2 separate regions of the Hordeum vulgare genome follow, and region 2 is linked to region 1. The links are chromatin contacts, called in public Hi-C maps. All regions are on one chromosome and are shown on one strand. Each heading gives the region's core, a stretch centred on a gene start, on an enhancer-like site or on the middle of the called end of the contact. The rest is flanking DNA. Distances are from core to core; before and after follow the strand shown.

Region 1 (7,179 bases), core at 3,160-5,659:
AAAATTACAATTTTTTGAAATTTCAAACATTTATTAAACTAAAATCATTTTTTAAAATTTAGGAACAATTTTTGAACATTACTATAGTTTAAAATTTCAAAAATTCTTGATATTTCGTACATTTTCTGAAAATACTGAACATTTTCTTAAAATATCGAACATTTTTTTAATACTGAATATTTTTGAAGTTATGAATATTTTCGAAAAACCGGCAGCTATTTCAAATTTAGAACAATTTTTTAACAGTCAAAAGCAATTTTCGAATTTAAAGAACAATTTTCAAGCATGAATTTATTTTAAAAATATATAATAACATTGGAAAAAAGAAGAAACAGAAACACAAAAGGTAAAAAAAAATCAGTTAAAAATAAAATAAAAATCGCTTCAGGAAACCTCCTAGAAGATTCCCAAAACCAGAATCGAAGCAAACATTAAAGGGTGGCCCACATTGCATCGCTCCATCGTGTTTCGTGTGCGAAACCTCAATGTCTTGATGCAGATAGCGTTAAATAGGATTTTCCTGCAACCCATGTTGAGCCGTGCGGGAGCACGCATCATGCTGCGTCCTTCAACTGCTCGCCCATTCGCAAAGAGGAAATATAATTGGTTTGGCCCAGTTAGCAAGTTAATTACGGTTCAAACAATTATCAAGTAAGTGCCAATTGTTTTCAATTGGGATAGACAAAAAATTCCACGCTAGTGTAGTTATCATTTATAGTCTAGTTACTGTACTTTCAGAATTAGTAAAGTTATCTTTGTGCATAAACTTGTTTGAACAATGCCTTATGGGCTTCAGAATTTTTGCAGCATAATTCTTAGGGTTATATGAACAGCCAAGATGAAAAACAAGAAGTATTGAATATTTCCAATAACAGATTTGGAGAAGTCATATTATCTCCTTTCATATTTTCATTAAATGATTTATTGGAAATACTAAAAGCAAATAAGTTCCAACTTCAAAGGAGAACCTCCAAATAAAATCATTTATGAATTTATTTTTTACACCACAATTGAGAAGGTCATTTTATTCTCACTCCACGACATCGAATGTGCTTTTGAAAGCATTTCAAATGAGTTAAAAAAATTAATGAGTGCCCTTTGAATTCTCGACTAGACTTTTCAACCATAGTTTTCTTTATTGGATAAAAATGTTAACCAACTTTATACCATGGTTTGAGAAAAGTTTAAACAAGGACTCAAAAAGTTTTATTTCGAGTGAAAATAAAGGCAATTCAATCAAATTATCTTCTTATTAACATTAAAATTTTGGAAAGTTTTGGGATGTTATATCTCTGATCTATTGGTTTGGTTTGGCCAACTAAAATTAGTTTAACTTCAATGCGAGTGGTGCGTTGTAATGGGGTTCAATCTTGCGGTGCTTAATCCAAGGCGGCAAGCGCAACTCTGCTCGTGTTGCAGCAAGCCTTGTTGTAAAGGTTCATGCATGTTGAGTGGAAGAAGATCGGATGGTTGTCGAGCTCACGATTCTAGGACTACCAAGGCGGCGGATGTTTCCTAAACACCACCCGACGGACGCATAACAACCGCTTATTTGGGAAATGATTAGTGTGATGGGGATTTTTTTTGTTTATGCAAAAAGCCTCTTGTGGGCGAGTTCCAACATTCCCCATGTTCGATATCCCACTCACTGGACTGTCGGGAGCCCCATAGGCATATTCCTCCCCCTTTACCTATCTCCGGCTACGCTGCTCGCCAGAGTGGCAAAGGAGATGCTTCAGCCATAGGTAAAGAGTTGCACCCGCTTCCGTGAAGTGTGGACCCGTGCTTGTTTTGGGGGCGGGGAACGACGGTGACATGTGAGAGAGGATGAGGCACCGACTGTGGATGTCGGCAACTTGCCCGTGGTGGCCATCTTGGGACCAAAGTACCGACAATCTTCCGTTTTCTACTTCTCCTTCATGATGGCGGCGAGTGCGGACGTGTGGGTCGTCACCACGTTGATGTCCGTGCAACCGACTTCTTTCTTTGCGTGCATGGAGTGGCTACGCGCGCTCAACGATGGATGGCGTGGCCGCGGGCATGAGAGGTGTCGTCGTCGCCATGCTCCCTGACGTGCTCGCCTGGAGCAACTCATCACTTCTCATCGAGCTAGCCTTGAGCGACAAGTTGTTGAACCACGTGCCGGCTTGGGGTGGCAACTGTCTCTATCGGGCTAGGCGAGGGAGGAAGAGCAGCGAGCTGCCTTGTTCGTACTCGTATACGGTGGGCTCGACGAGCCAGCCGGCTGGCTTGTATGCCGAAGAACCGCTCTTCACAAGCCATCAGAACAGTGAACAAAATGTTGAAGGAGATGGGGGAGCGGTGGAGGATTGTGATTCTTGCTCGGCGTCTGGCCTCGTTTAAATATAGGGCGAAGGGAGGGAGCGCAACATTTTTCTCAGCTTCCACACGAGTTTAGTGAAGGCGTTTGAATGCGGCGAGAAGGCGTGTTCAGCTTGGCGTGCAGCGGATGACACCCTCGACCGACGAGCCACTTGAATGGCGGAGGCACTCAGAGATCGCGTCTGCCCAAGCCGCATTCAATATGGAGGAGCGGGCTCTACAGCTGCATGAATGCACGCAGCTCGCGCCACTCGAGAACCATGCGCGAAAGGGGGTTGCGAACTGAGCGAGCCATGAGGCGCCTATCGGCAAGGCTTGGAAAAGCCTTAAGTTTAGGCTCCCTTCCTTCACTGAACTGATTCACCCGGGTCCAAACCTGCTGAGCTAGCTAATTTTTCCTTTAGGGGGTTGTGGTTTGGTGGGTCTGGGAGGCCAGAAGCGGGTCTCGGATCGGTTTGGACTCTTGTAAACCTTCTCCGCGTTTATCTCCAGTTTGCAAAAGACACGCATACGAATACCGCCGTGAACTGATACAAGATCGCGTTTGATGGCTTTCGCGGTCCGCACAACGTATTTAAACGACTGTCGGAGATTTGAGGGTCGACGTTGAAGATGCCATTAGAAGATTGGCTAGAGATGTCCTAAGAGCATCTCTAGCACACCCTGTAAAAAGGCTGAACCCACAAAATTCCCGCGAGTATACGTGTTCGTCCCGTTTTAGTTTCCACAACAGACCCCGTATCGCGCATCTGGCCCGTAATTTTTTTTACCGTGGCCCGGGAAAACAGCCCCCAACAGGCATATATGCGGTTTCACCGCTCGGATACAGGTCAAACCATATCCTCCATCGTCTTAGCTCCGTCTGGATTCATCTCCCACTCCACCCTAATTTCTCGCCGCCGGCAAGAAAAAAAAAACCATGGCGGGCCGTCCCCACCATGGACGGCCACGGAAATTGACGGGATGATGCCGAGCGCCGTCGCCACCGCGCCTCCGACGCCGCACACAAGCGGGGGTCCTGGAGGTGGCTGAACTACGGTCGTCGGCTTCCGAATACCGCGAGCTCGAGGAGGACAAGCGCGAGCTCGCGGCCCGACGCCTCGGCTCCTCCGGCTCCTCTGCCGCTGGGAGTTCGTCCTCGGGCGCCTCGTCCTCATGGAAAATCACTCTGATGAAGAAAAAAAGGCCGGAGGAGCTCAGGCCGCTCGCCGTCAAGCTCGAGGACAACCTCGTCCCGCCGCGTGGAGGGGTCATCGGCCCCGAGGACTACTTCCCCCGGGGCAGGAGGATCACCTCATGTGCGCCATCATGGAGCGCTCGATGAGGGAGGCGGAGGAGGAGGCCGCGCGCAACCGCCACGGCCTCGAGATCGAACAGATCTTCCTCGAGCAAGGCGTCACAGCGTCGCAGGCGAGCGCGTCCAAGGAGGCGGACCTACGCGTCATGAAGGCCGAGCAGGACAAGATCTGGATCGACCTCGACTCTCACGAGGACTGAGTTCCTCCGGCTCCTCCGTCGCGTCATCGTCGCCGCATCCGTCATTTTTGGTAGCCTAGGCTCGGGTACGCTGCACGTCCCGTAGTCCTCCCCCTACCTAGTAGTATGAAGAACTGATGTAGGTTGATGATGAAGAATGATGTAGTTTGATGAAGAACGATGATGTATTTTGATGAAGAACGATGATGCAGTTTCACTCGTAATTTTTTTTTACAGTTTCATATACATGGTTTGATCTTTGACACATGAAATGACTGTAAACGTATTTTGCAGGTTGTTTTTTTATTGGATTTGATAGAGATGCTCTAAGAGTTGCGAGTGAGCTGGAGCAGCAATGACACACGGTTCAAAGGGCTGCGTGACAGCGCAACGTCGAAAACGCAACATTTTCCAGCAATCATAGTTGCTTCAGTAGAAGATTCAGCCAGTCAGCTGGCGTAGCAACCAAGCACTTGAAGGAAAAGGGAAACAATGGCGAGTTGCTGACCAGGCAAGCGACGGGCCGCGCGCAGACCGCCTCCGTCGGACCGTACGGCACTTCGTCCTGCTTCCCTCGGATGCACTGTGTGTGCCGTGTCGGTGCGCGCCGTTCGAACAGTAGCAGAGGCCGCGCGACAGAGAAGGCAGGCCTGGTACATGCTAGATGACCGACTTGTGACGAGTTGATGGCCTGGGATGGACGTAGTACTAGTGGCTGGCCTGACGCTTGTCACGTCAAATTTCATCTGCGTCACCGGCCGCCGTGTCGGTCGCGCGCCCAGTTGAGAGCGAGATCAAACGATGAGGTGGTTTCGGGTTCTTGGTTTCAGTCGAGATGGCACCATCAGAGCGTCCGTTGATCTGTCGCTGCAGAGTAGTTTAAGGTTCGTTTCGATAAGCCCTGCTGCTTGCTGCTACGACTCCCGTATGTTTAGCATTGAATCGACAACGATGATAATACTAACTAACGGACCCTGACTGAGTCTTGGCCTGTTGCCCACCTGTGTCCGCATGGTCTATGCGTGCACATCGGCCGGCAACATGTGATAGATAGATACGAACAGAGAGGGTGAGTCGTGACATGAAAATTCATGCACTCAGCCTGCACTGAAGCTGCAGGACTCCGATCGATATCAAGGTCCATACGGAGGAGACCACGAGTGGATGGACTCTAGTAACGACACGGGCCCTGGCGGATGACACGTTCGAGCCCAAGCCCCCTGTATTAATGACCCCATTGTCAGGATGTAGTAGGTGGCATCCATCTGCTCTCGCGACATACGTGGTCTAACGCGTATCTTGTCTCCTCATCCTCTAGTTCTGGTATATACATGCATGGCTCACGAAATGCTAACCATTTCGGCTACAGACGTACTACAGCAGGCTCGTATGAACATGGTCCCCTGCAGGCTCGTATGAAGATGGTCCCTTGCGTAGCTACGTACGCTAGCAAACTTAGAGCAACTCCACGTCCCGCGGGCCTTTTTTCTTATCGCGGGGCAAAAAAAAATAAAAAAAAATCATCCAATCACGTCTTCAGGAGTCCAAATTTCATCGGTTCGAACCTAAATCAATGTCGGCGGACCTAGGTCGAATCCAACGCGCTCGGACTCTCGGGACGACGAGGAAAAGGAATTCTTGGCGAAAACAAAACCGTGTCAAATCCTTCCGTGTGGACCCGTCAAGTCAGCGATTGCGCGTTGATGAGAGGCTTCATTCTCACCGCCTCGGCTCCCGCGCCACCGGTTGGGTTTTCAAGGCCTGAAGGTGCGGTAATGGCGAGCCACTACGCGTCTCGTCCTTTCCCGTCATGCGTACACACCGCTTCGACCTTCTCCCCGCTATAAAAGTCGTGCCTCGCCGCCGCTCACCGCACACTCGCCATCCATCCCAATCTCTCATTTCTCTCGCCTTCACCATCGGAAAATCTCTCCCTTGAGGCCATGGTGGAACGATTCCCTCGCACCGGAGCGGTGGCCAACGACTTCGGCCACCGCTTTCTACACGAGTGGGAGGCGCGTCTTCTTCATGAGGCGAACTACCCGAAGCTGTCGAACATGCGCGTGTCGGGCGCGCGGCGTCTGAGCGCTCGCGGCGTCCCCGTACCACCGCCACCCTCCGGCGCAGAGTGGTAGGCTGATATCACGAGGATCCAAGAGTCTTTGCCCGTCGACGCGCGTGAGCAGCCCACATACGCCCCTAACAACCAACCCGTGTGGACGGCGTACTTCCAGCGCCGCCACGAAGAGCAGCCGGCGTCCAGCAATGGTGCTTCAGGGCCAAGGGGGCGCCACAACTCTGATGTGTGTCGTCAATTGTGGGGCGCCCCCGGGCGCACGCTCCACGCCGTCCTCGAGCACCTCGAGGGAGGCAACGAGTCATCGTTGGAGTACCCGACGACGTCCTTCTCGCGCCGGAGCGGGAGCTGGCTGTTGAGGCGCATGACGGTGGCGTCAACGTCGTCCTCCGGCTCTCGATCCTCCGGTGCGACGACGCCACCCGTCGCCGTCAAGCCCGAGACACAGGAAACGTCGCTTCGCCGACGCAGCCGCGGTGGCAACCTCGTCATAAACGAGGGTCGCCGCCAACCTTCCCCACCCTGTGACCACCTTCGCCTTGTCAAGTCGAAGAAGGAGCCAGCGGTGACCGTCGTGGTGAAGAAGGAGCACAAGGCCATGGTCGCCGACCTCAATGTCGGCCACAAATGGTCACGGAAGGACTACGTGCGGGAGGAGATCGAGCGCGAGCGCATCGTTCTGGATGAGATCGTCGAGCGGTGCCGCAGTTGTGAAGAGGGTGGCATCATCGTCTTCTCTGACGGGGACAAGGAGGCGACCGCATCGACCCCGCCCGTCCGCAACAACAACCCAAGACAGGGCATCAGCAAGGACGTCGGTGATCCTCTTGAAAATATGCGCTAGAGGCAATAATAAAGTGGTTATTATTATATTTTCTTGTTCATGATAATTGTTTATTATCCATACTATAATTGTATTGATTGAAAACTCAAAAACATGTGTACATACATAGACAACAAAGTGTCCCTAGTAAGCCTTTAATGGACTAGCTCGTTGATCAAATAAGTCTAAGGTTTCCTAGCCATAGATATGAGTTGTCATTTGATAACGGATCACATCATTAGAAGAATGATGTGATGGACAAGACCCAAACCTTAAGCATAATGTTTGATCATATCCAATTTATTGCTATTGCTTTCTGTTGAAATTAGTAGTGGGCCTTAGGCCCATAAGAGAATTTCAAAAATCTCCAAGGGCTCATGTAGGTGGTGGCATGACAAAGTGGTGGTGGGAAGTTTAGTCCCACCCCGCTAGTGGAGGAGAAGTTGGACTCCTTTATAAG
Region 2 (7,179 bases), core at 2,468-4,967, 340 kb after region 1:
TTGCAACCAAAATTACCAGGGGCTTGCATACATATCCAAGGGCAAAACTCTAATTGACAACTAACTCATATCAAGGACGGAATAAATCCCACAAAATAGACAAGAGGGCAACATAGCAAAATATCGCGCGAACTAACTTGCTCAAAAGCTAAAACTTAATACACAGTTAAATCCTATGTATTTGTCTACCCCGAAAACATATATAACATGAGGGGTTGCAAAATAAAAATAACGCCACACGTATATGCGGGAATATGTCCAAGACACGGTATAATGAACTAGCTACGGAATCCTACATGCAAAAAAACCAACAACTACTCTAAAATACATGGCAAAAGGGTTCCTAAAACATGAACATTTTATCTACGGAGTTCTAGCAATCCGGACACGCGCGAAAATAAATACAGGCAACTATCTTATTGAGATAGCACGCAAAACTAGGCGTTAGGCACGTCAAACTACTTCAAACATTTATGCAAGTTGCAAATTCAAAATCTACACGAGATTCTACACAAGATCCATATAAAACTCGCCTCGATCCGACTTACGGCTTAGAAACAACGAGCATTTGAAAAACCGCTATTTTTCTGAAAAGAATAAATCGGAATCCTAAAAGAAATAACTAACAGGCCGAATTTCTAACGGGCCTAAACAGGCTGGGCACTAGGCACTAAAACACGCACATGGGCGCTGAATAGAAGTGTTCACCTTTGGCCAAAGGCCGGCCTGGGGCGCTGCTTGCTGGGTCTGGCCCACGCGGGGAGCCAGCCTAGGGGCGGGACGAGCGGTTGCTCCGTGTCCAGATCCCGATCGGGAGCAGGTCGCGGCGGCGACAGGCCGAGGCGGCTCTGGCAGTACCCGGCGGTTGCACGGGGAGCGAGGGGCGGTTGGTATGGAGGTCGTCGGGCGGCGGCACGCGGCGAAGACGGCCTGGGATCCGACGGGGCGGCGACCGGAGGGGCACAGCTGGCGGGTGGCGTGGATCTGGCCGGGGCGCACGAGGAGACGCGGCGGCTTGAGAGGACCGCTGGATCTGGCGAGCTGGGCCTCGACAAGGGGCGTCGCTCCGACGGCTTGCCAGCGACACACGGGGAGGGTGGCGGCCCGAGGGGACCAGCAACGAGGGCGGCCTCCTGCGGCTGCGGAAGCAGCTCGGGAGGAGCAGGGGGCGAGCGCACGGCTCGGGCGGCAGGCGTGACGATGGGATGCCCCGGGCCCAGATGGGCTCGGGCGGGCCCCGATCTGGGCTGGGAGGGTTGCGCGAGGAAGGAGACAGGGAAGGAGGCGGCGGGGAGCTGGTTGTCTGCGCGTGGATCCCAAGGAGGCTAGGGTTAGGCCAGATTAGGAAGGGCTAGCCTTCCTTTTTATAGCAAGAGGAGCTAGGTTTAGGGATAGAGACCGTTTTCGGGCTGTTCGATCGAGATCGGACGGTCCCGGAAATGTCCTAGGTTTAGGTTTGGCTAGATGGGTCATGCAGAGTGGCTTAGACAGAGATGAGAGGGAAGTAGTGCGGCGCGGCAACGCGATTTAAAACATCGAATCACGTCCCACGAATAACCGAAGATGGTGCCGCTACGGTCGACCATTCGGGTATCAGACGGACTCCGATTGCGACAAAATTTGGCAAGCGGCCTACCTATATCTATATAAGACCGCACGTCAAGTTTCAACCCAATCAGAGAAAGTTTTAAACACACTTTTAAAAACAAGATTCGAACAATGCCGCGGGCGCGTGCGAGTGTGGTCGGGCTCCGAACGTGCAACGACGGGAACCCGCAACTAACAACGGATGCAAGTTTGAAAACTGGCGGCAACGGGATGCCTATGCAATATGGATGATGCGCATGATGCGATGAAGATGCAACAAATAAATGAATCCACACGACAGAAACGGAATAAAAGGGGGGGATCTTCTGGAACGTCGGCATCGGGCTGTCACAATGGGCCTTTCCCTATTGTCGCCAAGATCAATGAAGTCGCGTTCAAGCTCGAGCTGCCCCCTCAAGCCACAGTGCACCCGGTGTTTCACGCGTCGCTGCTTCGCCGCGCCCTCCTCCTGGGTATGACCGTTGAACCACAACTTCCACACTGGTCTGACGATATGGTTGTTCCTATAGCTATACTGCAAACCCACTGGCGCAAACACAAAGATGGCGTCCGCGAACAAGTCAAGATCCAGTGATCCAACTCGTCGGCATTGGGCCCTACCTCGGAAGACAAGGCAAGTCTACTCGCATGATTCCCACATGCAGAGGCTTGGGGGCAAGCCTCGTCCGAAGCGAAGGGAGATGTCAACGTACCTCACATAGAGGGCCCACAAGGCAGTGCCCCCCAAGTCCATGCTGCCACCCGACACGCACGCTCCAGGCAGCCCAACCCGCGCTACCAGGGTCCAGCATGGACCAACTGAGGCTCGGGCGCGCCCTACTTATCCGCGGCGCAGAGGGTGAGGAGACGTCCGGTGGATCACGACAACGGCGGCGGCTACCTCCTCTATTCTTCTCTCCACCGATCCCCTCCACCAAATTCGTGTATCCCCTCCGGTAATAGCTATCTAGGAACCGAATTGTGAACTATCTATGTGGATGAGAGTGATTCCGGTGTTGGTAACCTATCACTTATCTTCGTTGACATTTTCCTAGACTAGTGTAGTCAAATACCTGTTTTTCTCTAAAGCATTTTCTTATAAACGCAATCATACTACAAAAGTGCCCTTCTACACCCGAGTTCAAATAAGATGGGATAAACAATTTCTTCAAAAATATTTGATTTTTTTTTAAATCTGTTTTTTAGGCAAACTTTGACAAATGTTCTAAGAGTTTGCCAAATTTCAGCACAAAATCACATTTTTGAAAGTCGTGAAAAAAAACAAGTTCTGCATTTTCAAAATATCAAAAAAATTGCCACGATTTTCACAAATATATTTCAAGATGAAATTTGGTAATCTCTTATAGCATTTGTCAATGTTTGACATAAAAAAATTCAAATATTTTTGACCATTTCTAAATATTTTTTGAGTTTAGTGTTCACCCGAACTCATTTCAGGTCGGGTGCGAGAACATCACGTCTTACATACTAAATGAGCTCGGGTACGAGAACATCACGTCTTACATACTCCCTCCGTCACGGTTTAGAAGGCGTGCATGAAAATTTTGTAGAACCTAGATGGTTATTGATTGGCTGTGAAATTAGTTAAAAAAATAACATTCACACTACTCATGCACATGAAAGTAGTATAATGGAGTATTAATTAAATGCTAAGAGTAAATACAATGCGTTTTAAACCTTGTTTATTAAAAAATGCACTTAAGTTTAAGCGTGACGAAGGTAGTACTACTTTTATGCAAGACAAAATCTTAATATGCCAACAGGAGGAAGAACGTTCCCCGCAAAAAGAATAAAGGAAGAGTGTGTTCCCAATCATTATTTATGCTGTGTGGCCATTGAGATCCCAACCCGAGTATGCTAGCTTCCTTGAACATAGACTCGCACCCTACGAACGCTCACAACGGGGTAGACGCTGCCGTTTCTTGCCTGTGAGCGCCTCGAGCGGCCGGGTCAACTTGCGATTCGAGCGTCTACTACGTATACAGTTTGTTTCCATGGAATTGGAAGTTTCGAACGTGCGGCCAACGCGGCAGCGAAGACGGCGGCCGGCGTGGGCTAGTGGCAATATGCCACGCGAGCCTTCGATCGACTATAGCCTCCGTGTTTTAGCGCTGAAAGGTCGACGCTGATGCCTCGATGAGTCCCATCATGTAAGGGCAACTTCAAAGCACGACCCTATCCTGTCCGTTCATATTTAAGGTAAGATGAACACATCAGGTGACCCAACGCGCGGGCGTAAACAGACGTTTGTCCGTTTTCTGCCCGCTTTGAACTCATTTTTGATTCAAACTTGATCCGGTTTTGAGGTGAAACGGATAGCGCGCGCATGTCGCACGGACGGACGGGACACGCGCGTCTTTCTTTCAATGGCCCGCTCGTCGGTGGCACAAAGCAACATGGCCTTCCCATCCCCACGCCTCATTCCATTTCATTCCCTCCCCCTCCCCCAAATCCTCCCACGCCCCCCCCCCCGGTTTGTCGGGATCGCCGAAAGTCAGCGTGATCGCGCCGTCCACGCCGCGCCCCTCGGCCGTCATCGACCTCAACGTCACGTCGGGGTCCTGCAGCGGCGGCCGCCCGTACGTCGAGATGCAAAGAAAGCAAGCTCGGCCGCCGTCTACGGCCACCATGTCGTCGCCCGTCGTCCTATTCGGCGAAATGCCAACACCGACGCCAACGGTCGACGACCCCTTCTACGACAAGTTCATGGAGAATGTTATCTTCAAGGGTCGTGGCGAGGCCTTTCAAGGGGGGGGGGGGCAGGGGGGGCCTTCGGTCCAATGGAGACCCACAGTGAAGATGGTCGCAGCGACTACATGGTCGATGAAGACTTTTGAGGCCGACCATGGTGAATCGTGGCATGAAGAAGATGTCATATATTGTGAAGGTAATGAAGAAGAAGAGGACGAAATCGATATTGCGGGTGAGCCATTGTTCATTGACGAGCTCATCCAAAGAGCGGAAGCTCAAAAGAGGAAAAAGAGCATTCATACAAGATCATACACACAAGACTTTGCATGGCATGATGTCTCAAAAGAAAGTCAGGGACGAGAAGAAGAGACAAGGCAAGGAGGAGCAAATGAAGCAATACATTCGAATGTTTGTGTTTGAAAATGAGGCGGACAGGATGCGGCCAAGGATGCGTCCGCGCGTTGAACGCACGACCACCGCATCCCAGAAATGGCTCGGACACGAGCCCAACGTCCGCCCCAAACGGACAGAATCCGGGCCAAACGGACATCCGGATGGGGTCGTGCACTCGAGTTGGCCTTAGGCGGGCGATGTGGTCGTGTCCGGGCCTATTCTGGGATGCGGTGGCCGTGCGCCCAAGCACGCGGACGCATCCTTCGGCCGCATGATGTCTGCCACGGCTAATATGTCCATATATTCATATTTATCAATGTTTTAAACAAGTTTGCACGTCCAAATATCAATTGTCTCTAATAAAAATAGTTTTACAACCCAATCAAAATTGTCTCGAATAAAATAATTTTACAACCAAATCGAAATTGTCTTTAATAAAGATAATTAATCAATATATCTATTAGTTTCCAATGTGATCCCACATGTGCTCAACCAAGTTATTTTGAAGCTGCAAATGAGTGTGCCAATCAGGATTTCACGATGGAATAGGGTAATCTGGTCAAACGTGGCCGGTTCTTCGTGCAGGGGCTCAACATTGTTACCTTGAAAATCAAATCCTTGATCGAAAATGGAGTCATCACGCTCGTCCTCCACGATCATGTTGTGCATGATCACACAAACAGTCATCACCTCCTAAAGCTTCCCTTCGTCCCATGTCAATGCAGGATTTCGAACGATACCCCATATGGATTGAAGCACACCAAAAGCACGCTCCACATCCTTTCTAGCACTCTCTTGCATTTGGACAAATCTCTTTCTCTTCTCTACTTGGGGGTTTGAGATTTTCTTCACAAAAGTTGACCACTGAGGATATATACAATCAGCAGGTAGTATTCCTTGTTGTAGTGGTGATCATTGATCTCAAAGTTGGCAGGTGGGGAGTGCCCTTCTGCAAGCCTAGCGAACACTGGGAAACGTTGCAACACGTTGATATCATTGTGAGAACCAGCCATGCCGAAGAAAGAGTGCCATATCCAAAGATTGTGTGAATCCACCGCTTCTAATATGACAGTGCATGCTTTCACATGCCCCTTGTACTGGCCCTGCCAAGAAAATGGACAGTTCTTCCACTCCCAATGCATACAATCTATGCTGCCAAGCATGCCTGCAAAGCCTCTATCAGCGTTGATCACCAACAACCTTTTTGTGTCAGCGGCATTTGGCTGCCTCAAGTACTCGGGGCCAAACACCACTACCAAGGCCTTGCAGAAGTTGTTCATTGACAACAGACATGTCGACTCACTCATGCGCACGTACTCATCCACAAGATCGCCTGGAATTCCATATGCAAGCATGCGAATGGTGGCGGCGCATTTCTGATAAGAGGGGAATCCAAGCTTGCCAAAGGCATCCGTTTTGCACTCAAAGAATGGGTCATGATGAACCACTCCCTCACAGATGCGATTGAACACATGCCTTGACATACGAAAACGGTGACGGAATCTCCTCGGTTTGAAGAGTGCGGTATTTTGAAAGTAATCAGCATAGAGCAAGGCATGGCCTCTCTCTCCCGCGCGGTTCAGGTTGGGCGCACGGCCAGGCACTGACCCCCTGTACCGAGGCCGCTGCCTTTGAATGTGGTCATGAACGACCAGTGCAGCCACCACAAGTTCTTCGCCATCCGAGGACGAATCATCCGATGAACAAATGAAGTGGTTTAAGAAAAATTCATCTCCACTATCCATACCTTTATGGGCAAAATATAAAACACTTTGCGGTCGTGATGGCGAAGAGGCCGCGAATCACCTCGAGGCAGCGGGGGCGGATGGTGGCCGACTACAGGTCGCTCTGTAGCACCCCCGACGGAAGCTGTCGTTGCCGATGGGCGTCGTCGCCGGCCGGTTAGTAGTGGCGGCGCCGGCGGCGGGGTTGGGTGTGGAGGGGCCGGTTGAGGCTTGGGGGGAATGAATCGGCAGAGTCCCCGACAGGCGGGCCAGGGGAGGACACGGGCGTGCGTCCCGACCGTCCGCGCGCTGTTCATTTCTCCCCAAACGTCGCGTAAGTTTGGGTTGGGGATAGGTCAAAAATGAACGAAAAACAGACATTTATCCGTTTAATACCGCGAGTTGGACCGCATTATTCGTTCGTTTTATTCCAAGCGGACGCACCGGACCTAATGAGGTCATGCGCGGTGTTGGCCTTAGGCCAACTCCACCGCGCGACCCCATCCTGTCTACGCGTGTCCGTTTGGGGCAAAACGGACGAAACAGACGGCCCAGCGCACGGGAGAAAACGGACCTTTGTCCGTTTTGTGTCCGCTTTCGACCCATTCCTGGCCCAACTTTGCGCCGATTTTGGGGTGAAACGGACAACACGCGGACGGACGGGACGCGCGCGCTCGTCCGCCTCTGGCCCGCGTGTCAATGGCACAAAGTAAAACCCACCCCGCCCCCTTTGGCGCAATTTCCCCCCAAACCCTCCCACTTC

Evidence for each region. Hi-C and Micro-C count contacts between places; a contact is called where the count stands out from the background.
Region 2: a contact with region 1 is called in a Hi-C map of seedling, with 5 times the contacts expected there. The contact joins two enhancer-like sites. A contact is called at or near these places in 2 of 6 Hi-C or Micro-C datasets (leaf and seedling).

The regions. Positions count from the first base shown.
Region 1 is chr4H:438,755,837-438,763,015 of MorexV3_pseudomolecules_assembly, forward strand. No RefSeq gene overlaps it. Among protein-coding and RNA genes, the nearest start is that of LOC123448857, 24 kb to the right of the region's middle. Within about 2 kb of position 4,410, at least 3 of the 3 cell types and tissues checked have open chromatin away from gene starts, as enhancers often do. A contact at or near this core is called in seedling, where this site is marked.
Region 2 is chr4H:439,096,359-439,103,537 of MorexV3_pseudomolecules_assembly, forward strand. No RefSeq gene overlaps it. Among protein-coding and RNA genes, the nearest start is that of LOC123450595, 200 kb to the right of the region's middle. Within about 2 kb of position 3,718, at least 1 of the 3 cell types and tissues checked has open chromatin away from gene starts, as enhancers often do. A contact at or near this core is called in seedling, where this site is marked.